2 separate regions of the Gasterosteus aculeatus genome follow, and region 2 is linked to region 1. A link is a contact called in public Hi-C data. All regions are on one chromosome and are shown on one strand. Each heading gives the region's core, a stretch centred on a gene start, on an enhancer-like site or on the middle of the called end of the contact. The rest is flanking DNA. Distances are from core to core; before and after follow the strand shown. Region 1 holds the start of zfp36l2 (zinc finger protein 36, C3H type-like 2). Region 2 has its middle 31 kb from the start of LOC144409417.

The links. A called contact is a pair of places that touch in the nucleus more often than the background predicts.
Region 2: a contact with region 1 is called in a Hi-C map of tail fin, with 5 times the contacts expected there. The contact joins the enhancer-like site here to the promoter of zfp36l2 in region 1. A contact is called at or near these places in 4 of 6 Hi-C or Micro-C datasets (skeletal muscle, tail fin and whole body).

Annotation. Positions count from the first base shown.
Region 1 is chr6:6,368,487-6,372,217 of fGasAcu3.hap1.1, reverse strand. zfp36l2 (zinc finger protein 36, C3H type-like 2) reads left to right here and starts at 1,454. Exons shown (of 2, transcript XM_040179111.2): 1 at 1,454-2,050; 2 at 2,214-3,731. The coding sequence starts at 1,961. The coding sequence ends at 3,425.
Region 2 is chr6:6,319,227-6,322,934 of fGasAcu3.hap1.1, reverse strand. No RefSeq gene overlaps it. Among protein-coding and RNA genes, the nearest start is that of LOC144409417, 31 kb to the right of the region's middle. Within about 2 kb of position 1,309, at least 7 of the 9 cell types and tissues checked have open chromatin away from gene starts, as enhancers often do.

The sequences.
Region 1 (3,731 bases), core at 205-2,704:
GGAGAGCGGTTACTGCGGACGAGGACATGTTGAAGGGATTTTCTCAGCAGCCTCGGCGTGTCTGTTCTTCCCATTAAACTATTTATCACAACTGGCCAAGCAAATAGTCCTGGGGCAGCCCTCAAGACTAATTTTAGGGTTGGTAGTAGTAGATTCCAAGCTCTTATGTCACTTGTTTTTCGCATGTGTCCCCCCCGGCATCACAAACCGTACAGCACTTGAAGAAATATTGAATCATGTCATGGAGAGAAAAATTGTTTATTTAAAAAAAAAGAATGTAGAACTATTCTTTGACTTGAAAAGCTTCATGGTTACTAGTGTCGCAGAACCTGGAAATTTCTGCAGATCCGTGTCGCACAGCGTTTTTACACCCCGCTGTCGGCTCGCTGATGTAAGTCTCGTCCTTCTGCTGCCAGCGCTGCAATCTTTCCACTGTGGGATTTATTCTTCTCAACTTGACAACTCCCAGAGTGCAGCGTAGTAGTTTGACATTTCCATGTGAACATTCTGCCACCCTGCGAACGTTACGTCAGGCCAACTGCAGCGCGTTCTTTGATTAACAAAGAGGAGGGTGACACAAAACACCCACTATGTCTGGGGGCTTCTGCTGTGGCAAAAACAAACGACATAAAAAAAGTCACTTTCTCTACAATCACCGCTAAAGGGGATCCAAATGGGCCTTTAGGCCTGAGCCAGCTGCGGCCAGCAGGGGGAGCCAGAGTCCGTTTGGGCACGCAGTTCCCCTCTTGGCCTCGCGGGGGCAGCGTTGCTCCGCTGCGACACATTTACAAACCGCATTCTTGCAGTCGGGCCTGAGATTGGGGGGGAAAAACAAGTCATGGAGAAACTTCAAGAGTGGCTCAAAAAGAAGATTGTAACCGAAGCGTATCCGCTTTGCGCTCAGCGCGTTAGCTCGTTCTTTTCCAATCGATTTCTGAATCGAGACAAAATCCTATCGATGTTTAGTTTGAATGAGTAGCATAAAAAGGTCACGCGCTGCCGACGGCCATGGACATGTCTCCTCTGCCATGTGTAGTGGACCAGGAATAGGCCGCTGTTGCCCTGTGGAAGTCCACTACGCAACGCGCTCGCTGCTATAAATTGGTGCTTGCACTCTGCCTGGACTCCTCTCCCCTCATACTTGTGGTCTCACCCCATCACAGGGAGGGAGAGGCACAGTTTCCTTCCATTACAAATGCATGTGTCAGCTTCCTAGTGTGGTGGTCCAGAGGTGGAGAAGGGTGGCCTGGCACTGGTCGGTTTTTTCTTTTTTTTCGGGGGGGTCGGAGAAGTTGCCTTTGAGCAAGGCACAACGTGTGACCCAGGGGAGGATGTGCGTACGGTTAATTTGTTCCTGTAGAGCAGCGCGCATGCGCAGTAGACCCCCACCATGTGTTTCTGCATTCTTTCTCAGCGAGTCGGCCGAAGAAGAAGTAGTAACAAAAAAATAAAAGATAAACTTCCACAAAATTGGTTGTGTGATTAAAAGTGTGTGTGTGTGTGCGGGAAGGGAGAGGGGGGGGGGGGGGGGGTGCTGGGGTTGGATTTCAAGGCGTGGTGAAGGAGAATAGGCGGCCAACCGGTGAGAGGAGCTTTTCTCCGGGAGGGGGGGAAGAGGCGGCTCCTCGCAAAACTTCGCACCGACTTCAGCTCGCCCCTCCCCGGCCGCCGCCAGGCATTTATACCCACGCAAAAAGGCTGCAGCGCACAGTGAAGCACTCTGGCTCCGCGCTTCTCGAGGGGAGGACATAAAGCCACCTCCGACCCCACAGCACCAAACCAACCCCCCTGCTGGTTGTTGGTTTTTTTTGTGTGTTTCTTCTTATCCTCCTCCAAACTTCTGCGGACTTAAAAACTGCACACGAACTTTTTAACGGCAACTTTTTCCCTCAACCAAAACCAGTCGTGGCACAAACTACCGCTTCCGCACGCCGCGTTCAGGGACCCCGCTCGGTCCTCCATGAAAGAGGGAGTGCGGCAGCACGCTTGGGGAAACGAGATGTCTGCGACCGTCTTGTCCGCGTTCTACGACATGGACTTGCTCTACAAGGTAAAGCTCGGGCGCGTTACCGGGGGGCGCGGGCGCGCGCGCTGCATCAACGCCGCAAAGTTGTTCGACTGCATCAACTTGTTGCGGCGTCATGTGGTGGAAACATTGTGTCAATTTGCTGCCAGCCGTGCACTGCTAACTTGTGTCTTTCTCTCCCGTACAGCAAGATAAAAGCATGAACATGAACGCCCTCCACATCAACAGCATGCTGGACAAGAAAGCCGTCGGGGCCCCGGTCACGTCTCCGGGCTCCGGCCCTTTCTCTCCGGGATTTTTCCGCAGAAACTCAACCAGCAACTTGGAGGCGCTGAACAACGGCAACAAGTACTCGATGGGCTCCTACGGCAGCCTGAAGGAGAACACGCCGAACGGCGGCGGCAGCAGCAGCAGCAGCGCCGCCACGGCCCTCATGAACAAGGAGAACAAGTTCCGCGACCGCGCGTACAGCGACAACGGGGACCGGGGCGTGCTGCAGCAGAAGCCCGGCTCTCAGATCAACTCCACCCGCTACAAGACCGAGCTGTGCCGGCCCTTCGAGGAGAACGGCTCGTGCAAGTACGGGGAGAAGTGCCAGTTCGCTCACGGCTACCACGAGCTGCGGAGCTTGTCCCGCCACCCGAAGTACAAAACCGAGCCGTGCCGCACCTTCCACACCATCGGCTTCTGCCCGTACGGCCCCCGGTGTCACTTTATCCACAACGCCGACGAGCGGCGGCCCGCGCCGGCCACCAACGCCAACATGCAGCTGGGCGAGTCCCGCTCGGTCCGCGACCTGTGCAGCTACGGCCAGCGGGACTCGCTGCCGCCGCAGCTCGGCTACACCCAGAGGGACAGACCAAAGCTTCACCACAGCCTCAGCTTCTCCGGCTTCTCCACCCACCACGGGCTCGAGTCTCCCCTGCTCGACAGCCCCATGTCCCGGACCCCGCCGCCGGCCACCGCCTCCTCCTCCTGCACCTCCACCTCGAGCTTCTACGAGGACGTGCTCTCTCCCAACTCCCTGTCCTGCATCAACAGTGCCTTCGCCTTCCCCGGGCAGGACCTAAAAGCCCTGCTGGCCCCGCTGGCCGTGCACACCCCGAGCGGGTACGCCAACAACCACTCCGCCGGCGCCTACTACGGGAACGCGCAGGGCAGCGCGTGCCCGCCCTCCCCGCCGACGTACAACATGAGCCACTTGCAGGCGCTGCGCCGCCTCAGCGAGTCGCCGGTGTTCGAGCCTCCTCCCAGCCCGCCCGACTCGCTCTCCGACCGGGAGAGCTACGCGAGCGGGTCCCTCAGCTCTTCCGGGAGCCTCAGCGGCTCCGAGTCCCCGAGTCTGGACGCTGGAAGGCGGTTGCCAATCTTCAGCAGGCTGTCGATTTCAGATGACTAATCGTTATACATATATTTTTTTTCTTTGTGTTTTTCTTGCATATGGATTTATGGACTGGTCTGGCAGGGTTGGTCTGTGAGTGACGTAGGCTGTCCTCCAAGCAGAGGACTCCGGTTAAGCAACCGCCCTGCCGAAGTGCCTTTGAGTAAGACATTGAATCCCTAACCTGACCTCCCTGGAGGGGGGGCAAGAGTAGAGAACTGCGCCCGCAGGGATCAGTACAGCATCAGACATTTAAGTGTCCTTGGCCTGGCATTAGTTTAGCTTTTGTTTTTTTCCTTCTTCATGTATGTAATATAGCTGTAT
Region 2 (3,708 bases), core at 60-2,559, 49 kb after region 1:
TGAACTCAGATCCAATGGAAAAAAACTGCTCTCTATATTTTGTATGCCTCATTTCACTGAATGAATAAGTCAAGGTTGATGGTTGATTTTGTAGGCAAATATGGAAACCTTTATCTTTTTCCAGATTTTAATTGTCTAAAAAAGAAAAATTCACTTTTGAAACTTGTAGAAGAGATATGTGCATTGTACGACAGTTTGTTTTCCAGCTGCTTGATTTTACACTGACCTTGGAATTCCAAAAACCTATAAATAATCCACTGGGAGTTCCCTGTGGAAACGCTCTTCCTCGTCCTTACAGCGAGATAACCGCTGGTCTGTAACTGCCGCCGTCACGCCTCCAGGAATCCAAACGAGGTTCCTTCAGGTCAGCTTCCACTTCAAAAGCTGATCAAAAAACAGTGAGCTTTGTCGCCCGGCTGCAGGCAGTGAGCTAGAGCGTCCTGGGGCTCCCGCTCCCTTGCACAGTAATGGGATTATGGCTTCCACAGGGCAGATTAAGGGGCTCCGGGTCCCAGCCTGTCTTCCTGCGTAATTCCCATCCGCTGCATCCGAATGTATTAGCGATGGCAGAGTGGGAATGCTTCTGCTCTCATGGCAGAGTTTGCCCCATGATGACCTGACATAATGTGACTGACTAAAAGACTGTATGATTTGATGGCGTAACAAAACAAACCGTAGCATGACATGACGTGAAGAGACGTCAAGTGACTTAACACCACATGCCATGACATAATATAACAACTAATGGGCATCATACGGTAATGTAAGACAGCGTGACATAAGATGCTGTGAAAGGACGAGGCAACGTAACACACTGTGTCATGACATTGCAAACCGCAGATAACATACTGTAGAATGTAATTGAACATTGTAATAAATCGCAACATAATATACAGTGTTGCTGCAACAAAACCTCAGGCAACCATTGATTTACAGTCACAAAATATAACACTTGTTGAATGTGTGAAGTGGATTCAGTCGCAATTACGCACCCAAAGCATGCGCACACATGCCTGACAAGTGTACACTTATCGGGCCAACGCAGACCCTCACACAACCCCGTGCGCGTCTTTGGCCACGCAGCCATATTAACAATCTTATTTCACAGACGGAAGACTTCAGGGTGAGACACAATTACTACAGGTATTAGGAAAGAAAATGAGGAAAAGTCCTTATTTAAGAAAAAACAACTGAATAATAGTAAACAGATATCTTAGCGGAGTTGTGTAACAGGACGTCACCCCAGAGGCGGGTAGACGGGGAAAAGACGTCTCTGGTCCTGCACTGACCGCGCGGAGAGCCACTGTGATTCACGTGTGGATGGATGATGGGTGGGGGTGCACGCTGCTGCCGCTCTCTTTACTCGTAGGAACACTGACCCCTGGTGTTCATCGTAAAGTAAAAAAAGAAAAAGTTTTTTCCTGCTCTCTAAACCTTAAAAACAGATGAAATAATCGATATCTGACAAGATGACCTTGTAATAGTGAAGCTATCCCACATTCATACTTAATTTTATTCCCACCAGAGCCGAGAATAATTCCGTACAAACATTTTTATCCTCCGCCGGTGGAAGACACGAGTGCAACAAGTGCACGGTGTCTCTTGGCGCTCTGTCTTCTACTCTCCTCTACTCGTATTTAACTCCGTAATCCAATTTGGTACGAAGCCTCTGTGCACACATGCAGACACACAGGATCCTGCGTCGCAGTGTCTCTGTCCCCCACTATGCGGAAGTTTCCCTCCAGGCCCAGCTGGCAGAAGTTACAGCAGGGCAACAATGTGCCTGCAGGACGGGCCAGGACAGGGTCCGGGGACTGGGGGCCCCGCTGAAAGGCTGCTATTGTCCCGCCCCACCTCCATCAGGGACCATTAATTATGGGCTGTGGAGCACGGCTCTGAGTCAGAAAAAGTCCAAAACACACACACACACACACACACACACACACAGCTTGCACCCCCCCCCCCCCCTCCTCGTCCTCGCTGTTACAGCATAAACACACTGATGGGGCTTAAGAGAACCAGGTCCCCCACCCCTACATCCCATCAGGCCCTTCTCTCGTCTCCGCTGGCTCTTTTAATGAAGCCAAGCTGAGCCCTGAGCACAAAGCTGTGCCTGCTTTCTTTTTTATTCCCAAGAATTTACAATTGAGCACTGCAGGGACTGGGGAGAAATGGGAAGGAGGGGAATTTCCTCAAAGTTCTTTCCCCCCCATTTTTCTTTCAGTTTCTCTCTCTCTTTTCTCCGGGGGGGATTTGAGGTCTAGGTGGCTTCATTTTCCCCTCAATTCTCCAACATCTACGTCTCCTGCACGGCTCGACTTGGCAAACAGACGACTGGCTGTGGGCAACTGGTGTTGGATGAAAAGCAAAGATGAGCACGCCTCCTTTTTCAGGGCCTCTGAGCTGCGGTGTTCTTAGAAGGATGCCTTTTGCCGTACATGTATATTTATTTATATTAATCTGAAAAGGGCCTCGCTGAGGTTTTTTCATCATTGATGGTTTTTAAAATGTGTGTTTATAAAAGTTTAAAAGTTTCAGTCGTCATAAAGTAAGTAGAAGATGATATGAACTCTACGACTAAAGCAGGGGTACATGAACGATAGTCAAAGGTTGCATACACACATATATCTGTGTATTTTGATATACACCTACAGTATGTATCTACAAAAACACCAGTACATATTATTTGTTGTATAAAGCATTTAAGGGGCTATAACAAGAGCCATGAAATATTTCACATAGCAGAATAACAAATAGTCAGCACACTCGATGCATAGTCTAAAAAAGAAATGCCATCAAGAATAAAAAGAAAAAAAAACAAATGATGTATCATCTGGTTTCATTATTATTGTACTGTTCAATGGACCCCGGGATGACACATTATGTTGCATCCACCGGTTATGTGGCGCCACCCAAGAGCATTTACTCAACACAGAACCACATTTTCATGTGGTCGATGACCTGTGGTGAGACTGCGGCCAACAGACCTAACAGACCTAACCCCCCCATTTTTCAAAGCAACTTTGAAACATTCATTCATCATGAAGGAGTTGCATGAAGGCGGAACCGGGGCAAATATATCATAGAAGAAATGAAAACAGACAAAATCAGAGTGAATTACTGCTGGCAGGACGTGTAACACTAAAAGGTTTATCACATTTCAATCATTCGGGCTGCAGATGAGGTCGTGTTCTGAAACGCTGTCATGTTGGGCTTACTGAGCGGAAATCTTTGCATTTGAGGACATCGAACATTTAAGGAGTCTAAAAGCAGCCCAGATATTACGGAAGCAGCCCAGTTGGTAGGAACGAACGGACGTTTGTGGTGTAAGTTTCTGTGAACCGCTGATAAAGTGAATGTGTTATTTCTTTTAACAATTTGGTTAAAAGTGCATTGGTACAATATGCAACATGCAGATCAAGTGTCATAGCATAATGTGCTATTACTGAACGGGTTAAATAAATATCTACACATGTGTATCTATCCATTGTTTGTCGCTATGTTACATATGTTACAGGCTAAATTGGTAAATTGCATCAAAACTTTAACTCAATCTGTGATCTTTTTTCTGACCACGCGTGATAAAGACTGAAATGATTCATAGCTCAGAAATGTTCACATTCAGTGTGATGCTAAATTGGCTATTTATGCATCACTAAATTAAATTGAGTCACACCACTAAAACTTATTGTGACAGAGGAAACGTAT